Regions from separate parts of the Mus musculus genome. Here region 2 is linked to region 1. A link is a contact called in public HiChIP or PLAC-seq data. All regions are on one chromosome and are shown on one strand. The core of a region is the stretch at or near the end of the contact, and the rest is flanking DNA. Distances in the headings are between cores, read along the strand shown. Region 1 overlaps Radx (RPA1 related single stranded DNA binding protein, X-linked). Region 2 holds the start of Rnf128 (ring finger protein 128).

Region 1 (5,523 bases), core at 835-3,334:
AGCATTAAACTGCCTGCTTACCACCATTCACACTCCAGATGACTAGCAACCATAAGCAGAGAAGTTCTCATCTTTGGATGAATTTGCTAGACTAAAGGGACCAGGGCAGGATTTATCCTCACTGATTCCATTGTGTTTTGCTCTCTCTGAAAGCTACCTCAACGACAGACATATAGCTTGCTTTTGTTCTACCCAGTTTCATGTGATCTCATAGCTGTGGTGGCCTTCCAACAGAGGTTTCTCTTAAAAGCATGTAATATATAGTATTGGTGATACAAGTGCCATTAGAACGAGCAATAGACTGAATATCCAGGGTGGCAAGAAGTTGAGAAGTGTGATATATAAGGGAGTAAGTTCCTATAAATGATCTTGTGCAAGACAACCAGACACACACCCAGGGGTTTGCCACATGGCCTGAGAAGGCCTCAGAAGACTATGATCATCCACTTGTGGCAGACTTCAGGAGGAAGTAAAGTCCAAGGCAGCATTACAAATGGCCTGGTTACATGATGAAGTATTGTGGCACAAAGCCAATTTGAAAACTTTAGGGAGAAATAGTTTGCTTTGCTTTCTTCCATTTTTTTTGACTCTCATATTTTATCGAAGCTATCAAAACACTAGGCAACTACTATTAAGGTAAACAGAAAACAGAATTCAATGACAATAGTTTTAAATACAAAATAATAAAAGCATTGAGAAATAACAAAGTTACATGGTGATTTAATCCACACATATGGCCTCGTGGTGTATGCTTTTCACTTTTTATGCTACAAATACTGTACTAAAGTCCAGGGACTTCATTTGTTTTTGTTTGTGTTTCATTTTTTTATTTAATTAAAGCACACAACATGCCAAAGACAATCAAATGAGCCTTAGATGGGATATATAAAAGCTCAAGCTTCAATATCTCAACAGCCTCCTCTGCTAGACATATAAATTAAAAGGGATCTGCAACCCTATAGGTGGAACAACAATATGTACTAACCAGTACCCCCAGTGTCTCTAGCTGCATATGTATCAAAAGATGGCCTAGTCGGCCATCACTGGAAAGAGAGGCCCATTGGACTTGCAAACTTTTATGCCCAAGTATAGGGGAATGCCAGGGCCAAAAAGTGGGAGTGGGTGAGTAGGGGAGTGGGGGGAGGGTATGGGGGACTTTTGGGATAGCATTGGAAATGTAAATGAGGAAAATACCTAATAAAAATATTAATAAAAAACCACCCTAATGAATGAACTGAATTTGTGAAAAAACAATGAGTATGGCCAATAAATGCTAATACTATATAATTATCTTCTTTAAGTGTGAAGGACATTAATCCAAATACTTTAAAAAATTTCTAAGATCTTTATATTTGATGCTAACTGAAACAAACCAAAGTTATCATATAGTGACTTTTAAAATATATTTACATACCATCTATAACATAAAACTGAAGAGTTCTCTCTGGCTGACTTCATCAGTTATCTTATACTTTGAGTAAATGACAAGTTACTCTCAAATTTGCATATCTAGCATGTATATCATAGACTGTCTTGCAGATGAAATAGATATGAAGCTCTTAGAATGGTCACTAACACACAGAAGCCACTAAAATAGCATTAAGTTTTTTATTAAAGAAAACCCTCTATTATAAAATTAAGATATTAATAATGTCACAGAAGCCTTTTGGAAAAAGACTATAGGATTTTACTTATTAAAAAGGACTTTTGTAAATTTGCTTGAAGTTGTTAGAATTACATATTTTAGGAAAATACGTGCATAAAGTAGACACGATGAAGGAAGCCCCATGTGTTCCTAGTGCTTCCTATTCTTGGTCACGAGGGAAGAGAAAGCATCCTGGTCTTTGTAGTTTACTGGTATCGTGTTCGCAGTTCTGGCAAATGGGAATATGAGTTGGAGTGATACATCATTTCTTGTCCAAAGTAAATAAAAACGAATTTGTCCCCTATTTTTTCTTTGCCTTCACAACTCTAGAAGCCATTTGCTCCTGCTGTGTTAGCAACAAGGAAGCAAGCGGAGTTGGTTCATGAGAAGGGAGTTGCTGACTGATTGCACAACACTTGAGCAAGAAAGAAGCTGTAATTGTGCTCAGTCACTGTGACTTAGAGCTGCTTTGTAACTGCGCTACAGTTCAACCTACAATATAATGCAGTGCAGTGTTTCTTGTCCTTGAAATCAATATGGGAGACCCTGACTACCCAGAGAATCATTTTTCTCTCTTTTAAAAAAAATTTTATTAGATATTTTCTTTATTTACATTTTAAATGTTATCCCCTTTCCTAGTATTATGCTATAGATATGTTCAATAGACACATTAACATAATATTTTCAAGTGGGTATATAGGTGTATATATGGATATCCAACTTTATGATTAAAATGATACCAAGATTTCATATTAGCAAGATTTGTTAAATGATGTGTGATAAATGGTTGATCATTTGTAAAATATATGTTAAATCATTACTTTATCCTCCACATGAATTCTAAATGGATTAAAATTTTAAACTGTAAGAACAAAGTCATATTAATGATAACTTATTTCATAAAAAAATTAAGAGATAAGCAAAGTACTTGAATAGAAAGTTCTCCATGTGTCCATGAAAAGATGCTCAAATCATTAGTCATAGGGAGAAATGCAGAACTAAACTCACAAGAGTACCATTTCTTATACATTCGTACAGCTCTAAACAAAACAGAACACAACAAAATTAGGGTATGTGGGGAAGGTCTGATTACTTGAGTTTGATCCCTGGAATCAACAAAGTAGGAGAAAACTCGTTCAGGTCATCCTCTGACCCTCACATATATACTATGGCACAGATGGCATGTGCCATAGTGAATGTGCATGTGTTCATGCCATGACATTAAAAAAATAAATGTGTAATTATTTATAAATTAAACAAAACAATAAGAAGTGAACAAATGTTGCTAGGCTGTGGAGGAACTAGAATCTTCATACATGGCTCATGGATATGTGGAAGAGTAAGTATACTTGTAATAGAAAACAGTTTGGCCTGTTCCTTAAAACCTTACACGAAAGAATACCATTTAAAATCTGCAACTGACAGGGGTGGGGAGGTAGGGGGCATCTCCAGTAAAAGACAGAGACTTGGACTAGGGAGCTGTCCAAGAATAAATGGGGATGACAGTGGGGATATAGATCCTGAAGAGGCCACCTCCTTTAGCCAGATAGGAACCTCAATGAAGTGACAGGGATTCCAACCCACCCACAAAACTTTTGATTCAAAATTTATCCTGTCTATAAGAAATGCAGGAATGGGGGATGGAGCAGAGATTGAGGGAAAGATCAGTCAATAACTTGAGGCCCATCCCATGGGCAGCACCAATCCCTGTCATTATTAATGGTCCTCTGTTATGCTTGTAGTCAGGAGCCTAGGATGGCTCTCCTCTGAGAGGCTTCGCCCAGCAGCTAACTCACACAGATGCAGACATCCACAGCCAAACAGTGGATGGAACTTAGGGACTCTTATGGAAGAGTAGAAGGAAAGATTGTGGGTCCTTAAGGGGATAGGAACTCACAGGAAGACCAACAGAGTCAACTAACCTGAACCCTTGGGGCTCTCAGAGACTGAACCACCAACCAAAGATCATACACAGGCTGGACCTAGGCCTCCCCACACATATGCAGCAGATGTGCATTTTGGTCTTCATGTGGGTTCCACAACTATAGTGGGGGCTTTAACAAATTTTGTTTCCTGTCTGTGGGACATGTTCTTCTAGCTGGGCTGTCTTGTCTGGCCTCAGTGGGAGAGGATGCACCTAGCCTCACAGATACTTGATGTGCCAGGATAGGGTGATATCCAGGGGCTCATGGGCTCAGAGGAGAAGGAGATATGGGGTGGGGGGAAGGACTAAGGATGGAGTGAGCAGGATATAAAGTGAATGAGTAAAAATAAAATTAAAGCTGTGAGTGGTGGTGCATGCCTTTGATCCCAGCACTTGGGAGGCAAAGGCAAGCAAACTTCTGAGTTCAAGGCTAGCCTAGTCTATAGAGTGAGTTCCAGGACAGCCTGGGCTACACAGAGAAACCCTGTATCGAAAAAACAACAAAAAAATTAAATTAAAAAGAATACCATATAATTCAGTAATTCTATTTGAATCTATGGATTCAAAGACATGCATATATGTATATGTATGTATGTATGTATATATATATATATAGTGTGTGTGTGTGTGTTTGTTTGTAGCAGAATTACTTACAATATCCAAAGTTGGAGATAAGCTAAATTTCTAGAAATTTAACAGATGAATGGATAAACAAAATGTGATATATTATACAATGAGAAATCAGCCATAAAATGAATGAAATATTGATACATATTCTAACATGGATGAACCCTAAAAGTGTTATACTAAGTCAAACAAACCAGATATACTAGGGAAAGTATTGTATGATTTCATTTGAATGAAATATCTATAATAGGCAAATGCATAGAGAAAGTAAACTGGTTACTAAGTAGTGGGGAGAAGAGGAAATGTGAATTACTGCTTAAATTTCTGGCATTTGATCATAATAAAAATATCTATGTGAAGAAAGAGAAGACTATAAAAGTATCTCCAAAACAATGAATTGGTATATGTATGTACATGTGCATATGTGTGCATGTGTCTATAGAGTCTCCAGAGGTCAACCTTAGGTGTCATTCCTCTTGAGCCAAAATACGTTGTGAGGTTCTCTCACTGGAGCCTGGTACTTGCTGACGAAGTACCCAGGGATCTGTCTGTCTCTGCCTCTGTCACCAAGCCCATATTTTACATGGATGCTAGTGATCTGAACTCAAGTCCTCAAGCTTGTAGAGCCAGCACTTTACGGATGAGCCATCTCCCTGAGTCAATAGTGTAGTTTTATACTTTGGAACCAGTGATACCTTTAAATATGACATAAAATGAAGAACCACAAATCATGATATACTTAATTACTTAAGAATAAAATTACTTATATATCAAGGCAGGCCTCCCTTTGAATAAATGTCAAACTGGGTAAAAATTTTAATATATAACAAAGGGTATTTTAAAAAGTCTTTTTTAAAAATGAGGGGTATTTTTTTCAATGTGAAAAGACAACCCCAGTTAATAAGATGAATAACATTCATAGGAAAAAGTTTTTTTTTTTAATGCTAGCAAGTGAAGTTTCTAGAAAAGACAAAAATAAATGATTGGCTAACAAGGGTTTTTATGTTTTAAGATAAAGACATATTGTGCTAGTGAGTCGGTTCAGTGGGCAAAGTGCTTGCTTTCAAGTCTGCCCACTTGTGTTTTTTCCTGGAACCAAAAGGTAGAAGGAAAAACCTGGCTCCTGCATGTTGTCTTTTGGCTTCCACCTACTTGGCATGGAATGAGTCCCCTACAAATAAATCAATGTATCAAAAATAACTAAGAAGAATAAAGTAAAATGTGTTACTTTTGGCCCAAGGGTTGGCAAAATATCAGCAAGCCCAGTAATACCTAGGATTCACAAAGGTGTGAGTGAAATATCACCTTTGCTTTGGTGCCAAATAAA
Region 2 (5,523 bases), core at 981-3,480, 60 kb before region 1:
CAATGCATTATCATCTAGGAAAGATAAGTTTGCTCCCTTAATCAATATACTAAATCTAAGAACTGAAGCCTTTTAGAGCTGATCCCGACCATTGTGTCCTCTTATCTCTGCTGTATCTGTGCATGCTCTGCCAACCCGGTGCCCACCTCCCAATGCTTACACTGCCATTTGACATGTAGCTTGGACAAGGTCGTCACAAAGCTGAGCAAAGCAAGGGAGGGAGCTTACAGGAACTCCAATCTCTGGGGTTCTGGTTCAGTGCTCTTTCCATTGTGCCACACAGCCCCTCACTCAGGGCCAGAGCTCTCCAGGCCAAGCCAGTGGTAGTACTGCAAGCAAAACACACATTCTCATGCAGTTAAATAACTAAATTCCTTCCTTCGGGGACTCCTAAAGGAGTCTCTGTCTCTGCTAACCTTTAGTTACACTGCCCTAGACTCTAGAAGGTTTGATTTCATTTTTACCCTAGAGGCAAACCTGTGGATAATCGGTTTCTTATTATCCCGTCTCATTTGACTGATGAGAGTACCAAGACTCAGAGTTCAGATAAGTTGCCAAGGTCACAGGACTAGGAAGCCCCAGCGCAGACATTTGAATCAAGGTCTGACTTTAGGCCCAGCTCTCAACAGCCAGGAAACATTGTTATTAGACTCTTCCCTTCTCTCCCCTGTTCCCCTGCAACACACACACACACACCACCACCACCAACACACATACACACACACACACACACACACACACACACACACTTTGTCCTTCAGGTCCTAGGATCACAAACCACAAAAAGGAGGTTTCTGGAAGGGCAGTTGAAGGGAGTTAAATAGTCACCCCACCATGTCCACACATTTCAGAAGTACCTGGATGACTTTTTACAAAGTATGGGCCTTTATTTTATTTTATTTTATTTTATTTTATTTTCAGTAGCATTAACCACCTGCCTTGGAACTCAAGAAGCTAAATCAGGTTTGTCAGGAGGCAACAAACAAAAGCACTGATAACAAGAACTACTTGGGATCCAAGACCACTGGGCAGAGAACTCCTAAGCTAAAGTTTCCACAAAAAATTACAATGAGGTTAACTGAGTACTGTAACATAATCTTGTACTTGATTCATAGGAAATGTGAAGAGAAACCCAGAGAGAAGAGAAAAATCCGTTTTTATACCGCAAAGCGATTCCCAGGCAATGTTCTCCCTCCTAGTTTAAAAGCCAATGCCCACCCTCCCACACCCTTAATCCCAGGAAAGCACCCTTGTGAAACACCAGGAAAAGAAGCGAAAACCCCAACTGTGCCAGCCTCTGCGACCCCCCCCCAAGCACCCCACCCCGTTTGTCTTACCCTTTTCCACCAGAGGCAAATTAAATTCTGAAGAATTCTTTTGCACCCAACCCCTACACCTGAAGACTCTCGGGAGGACCCTGCTCTACTTAGTGGGGGCAAAAAAAGGGGCACCCGTTTTCTTTCCAAGCAAAGGGACAGGGAGAGGCAAGCAGGGAAGGAAACCGGGGAAGCTGGTCACCAGTAGAGGTTTGAAGAGCTGCAAATTAGTAGCTGCACTCACCCGGGTGAGACATGGGGATGACCTCATTGCGGGTCCCAGGGAAGTTAAAGATGACCGCTCCAGAAGCCCCTCTCTCTGAAGCCAGATGGATCTTGTCCGCGAAGGTGCAGCCTCCACCGCGTTGGATGAGGGCCAACCAAGATACTTGCACCGTGCTCCCCCAAACCGTGGGCACCGTGAAATTGGTGTGCGGGTTACAGGCGTTGAGCGCCCCGGGCCCGTCGGGCGGTACCAGGACCCCGGAGACGGGCTCCAGCGGCGAGTCCTGGCCGTACACGCCCTCCTCGCTCAGCTCCCACACCGTGCGGTTCACTCCGGTGTGCGGAACCCGCCAGGACACGTTGAGGTACGCGGTCCACACGGCTTCGGCTCCCCGGGAACCGGGCGCGTGCGGACTCAGAGCCAGAAGGAAGCACCAAGCCAGTAGCCGGGCAGCTCCGCAGCCGCCGCGGCAGTAGACCCCGATCCCGGGCGGCGGCCCCATGGCGCGCACTCGGCAGGCGACCCGGGCTGGGACTAGGTGCGAACCAGGTGGGGAGCCGGCGGCTAGCAGCGGGCGCGGGGCCAGCGAGGTCGCAGGCTGCCCTGCCAGCCGGCACGCAGCGTCAGCGGCCAGGCTACTGCAGACGCAGCTCCTACAAGCAAGCGCTAGGGATGCTCGCTCGCGACTGCCGCGGCCTCGTCGGGCTCTGGGACGCTCGCGCGAAGCTCCGCCCACCCGGCTGGGGGTAGAGGTGGCTGGGAGAGAGAGCCAGCCAGCGAGCGAGCGAGCAAGCGGAGAGGAAAAGGACACTGCGGGATCCGCCTCTTAAAAGGGTCACAGGATGGGGAAACGTTACAGGAGAGACTCGAGGTTGGCCAGCCAGGTGTGTCCTGTCCTTTTTAGGAAGAATCCTCGGCCCGAGAAACTGGAGAATGCGCCAGTTTACAAGCTTTCAGTTCGGAGTCGGATTGGAGTTGGTTTTGAAAGGCACAAATTCCATCTCCTTTGCCTGAAGGGGAGTTTGGGCTTTGTGGTAGGAAAGTACTTCTGAACAGCCCCAGGTCCAAAGGGTGTGAGTTCTGAGTAGGTGTTTAGTGCTGGGGTTAGAGGCTTCCTGTTTCCCCCTCCCCCTCCCCCCCGGAAAGGACAAGCAAAGCACGTCCTCATTGCTCCCTTTATTTAATTACCTTCTTAGTGGCCCCAAACAGCACGTTTCTCTTTCCCTGATCTCAGCAAGTGCTATACGTGTCTTTGCTACCCGAGGCTAACACACTGCACCAGATGCCTCTTGCAAGCAATTTTGATAACCACAACAGAATTATCATCTCCACACACCTCAAAGCCAAGCTCCCCTTTTTAATTCACCTTCCACAAATTAGGTTTGACCTAACTGATTTTCCAGCGAGATTCATGATCTTAACTACAATACCTTTCTTCTCTTGATACCAACTAAAATGAGGCCAGCCCACCTGGACAACTCACACATGTCTCTTGTTTATGAGTTAGTCATAGTTCAGCATACATTTCTGTCAATATTATCTATCAATGACTACATTTACTGGAATCACTAAAACTGTGCATGGAACTAAGCTGAATTAATATACCAGGTGACAGCCACTTTAGAATTTATTTATGATTTTGAATTTTAGACAGAGTCTCCCTGTGTAGTCCTAACCAGCCTGGAGTTAACTATGTAAATTAGCACCATAGGCATACTTTAGGGCAATCCTCTTGCTTAGTTGCGATTACAGTTAAAGACATGTGCTACCAGGCCCAGCTTCTGAACAGTTTTTAACCTTTAGAATTTACTTCTCTGCGCCTCGATTTGTTTATAAATTGTAAAATGGGAATGAAAACATTGAGCGCATGGAGTTGATCAGATGGTTAAAAGTCTTCCTGTAAACCACTCAGGATGCTGTTTAGCTGAGTATGAAAATTACGTTAAATATTGTTACTCGACAAGTTCAGGGGCACAGGAGTTCTACAATATCAATTGTCGTTACCTCCCAGTAATAACCAGAGACCATGCTGTTTATGAATTCAGTCTTAGCTACATTTTTGGTTCAGTCTAATTTCCAGCATTCCCAATCACTCTCATCTCTAAATCCTCGGCTAAGCATTTACTTAATAGTATTTCCCATGGTTAAGCATAGGTTTATTCTATTCTTGATACTCTTAGGACCCTAGAGAAACCTAGAGGAAAATTAACACCATCTATCAAAGACCAGCTAAAATACAAGTGAGTATTCTGTGAAACACGAACCTTAAGTGTTAAAAGGAGCTTTAGGAGCCATTTAGAGTAGGTATGGGGCCAGTGGAAAAATATCCACCCTCAATGTCAATGATGTTAACCTTTGAGATTTAAAATAACACCCCTAAAAAAAAGAATAGTACCAGCCACCTATAGTATTAGTATAATTTCAGAAATTATCCGAGTTTGTTCATGGAGAACAATCAAAACTAAACAATAATAGTTGAATGAAAATCAGCTATATTGTTCTTTGAAGAGAATGTGATCAAAAGAAAGGAGGTATTTTATAAGATATCTACAAAAATAAATATAGAGTGATGCTTATTCATTTCCTCTGTTTATTATTTCTTAAGTATTTCCTCGCATGTACTATATGCTATGGACTAAATGTAAGTCAAATAAAATATCAGTTATGCTTTCTAAAAGCTCATGAATTAACTTCAACGGATAAGAAGTGGACTAGAGAGATGGCTCAGTGGATAGGAGCACCATCTGTTCTTCCAGATGGCCTGAGTTCAATTCCCAGCAACCACATGGTGGCTCACAACCATCTATAATGAGATCTGGCACCCTCTTCTGGTGTGTCTGGAGACAGCTACAGTGTACTTACATATAATAAATAAATCTTTACAAAAGAAAAAAAAAAAGAAAAATAGAAAAACAAACAAACCAAAAGGATAAGAAGTGATCATTTCAGTACTGACTAGTGTATGCATATGGTACCATCTCTACAATAGAGGTTACACAGCTCAGGTCAATACTGGACAACAGAGAAGAGTTCCCTGTGCTGAGCTCAAGAGTCTTTCTCTGCAAAGAGCAACACAAGAGAAGGCATGGGGACCTGAAGTGCTGGGAGCCTGCGATTACAGCAGGCCTTCTAAGTGCAAAATGATTGAAACCGACAGTATGAAAGGAAGGTTATAGAGAGAAAATGGGGGTTCTGAGAATGAAGTGCAGTGGTAGAGAACTTGACTAGTACACTGAGGTTCTGGGTCAATCCCCAACACGACAAAATGTAAGGAATAAAATTAAAAGATAAATTCAAGTGCTGTATAGAGGCCAGACCTTCAGAGTTTGGGAGAGTAAAGGTAGCAAGTATATGGACTTTATCCAAAAACAGTAATATAATCAGGATTTAAGTAATAAATCAGATCTGTAAGTTCGAAATCACTATGGCTTGTCTGTGGATAATAGATTGGAAGGAACTAGGGTAGTATCAGGGAGCTGAGGTAGAGTTTTGACAATACTCCAAGTGGGAAATAAAGGTAACCTGGACTAGACAGGCAGTAGATATGAGCGGACGTGGGCAGAATGGGGATTTGATTCATCTTAAAGGCCAAATCAACAGCACTTATTTTGAGGGATGCTACAGAGGGAGGAATGGAGTTGAGCCTAAAGACTGGATTGTTCAGACAGGGAGTAAAGGAAGAAGCCTAAAATGTGTACAGTTGATAAGAAAGAAAGACATAAGTTCACTTTAGACATGTTGATTTGAGCTGTGTGTAATGGAACCAGGTAGAACCCTGTAGTAGGTCATTGTCTTTTCTTCTTATTGAACACTTACTAAATGAAAGGCACTGAAGAGGCAGGGGCATAAAGGGAACATTCCTGTTCTCAGTGAAGTCAAAGTTTAGCAGGAGAGTCAGAGAGATAGACAGATAATAAGCCTATATAATAATGAGCAGTATGATTTAGTAAAGCATAGGTGTTACCTAAGCAGGGAGGGTAA

The links. HiChIP or PLAC-seq counts read pairs in DNA pulled down with a chosen protein or histone mark.
Region 2: a contact with region 1 is called in an H3K4me3 HiChIP or PLAC-seq map of bone marrow-derived macrophages, with 3 times the contacts expected there. The contact joins the promoter of Rnf128 here to the enhancer-like site in region 1. A contact is called at or near these places in 1 of 39 promoter capture datasets (3T3-L1-derived adipocytes), 5 of 484 Hi-C or Micro-C datasets (cortical neurons, embryonic fibroblasts, group 2 innate lymphoid cells and 2 more), 2 of 115 datasets of contacts at active chromatin or transcription factors (bone marrow-derived macrophages and microglia) and 2 of 9 other capture datasets (adipose tissue and liver).

The regions. Positions count from the first base shown.
Region 1 is chrX:139,547,187-139,552,709 of GRCm38.p6, reverse strand. All of the region lies in intron 13 of Radx (RPA1 related single stranded DNA binding protein, X-linked), which reads right to left. Among named protein-coding and RNA genes, the nearest start is that of Rnf128, 61 kb to the left of the region's middle. Within about 2 kb of position 2,084, at least 24 of the 459 cell types and tissues checked have an H3K27ac peak or open chromatin away from gene starts, as enhancers often do. A contact at or near this core is called in bone marrow-derived macrophages and microglia, where this site is marked.
Region 2 is chrX:139,607,327-139,612,849 of GRCm38.p6, reverse strand. It overlaps Rnf128 (ring finger protein 128), which reads right to left and starts at 2,230. Exons shown (of 7, transcript NM_023270.5): 1 at 1,561-2,230. The coding sequence starts at 2,044.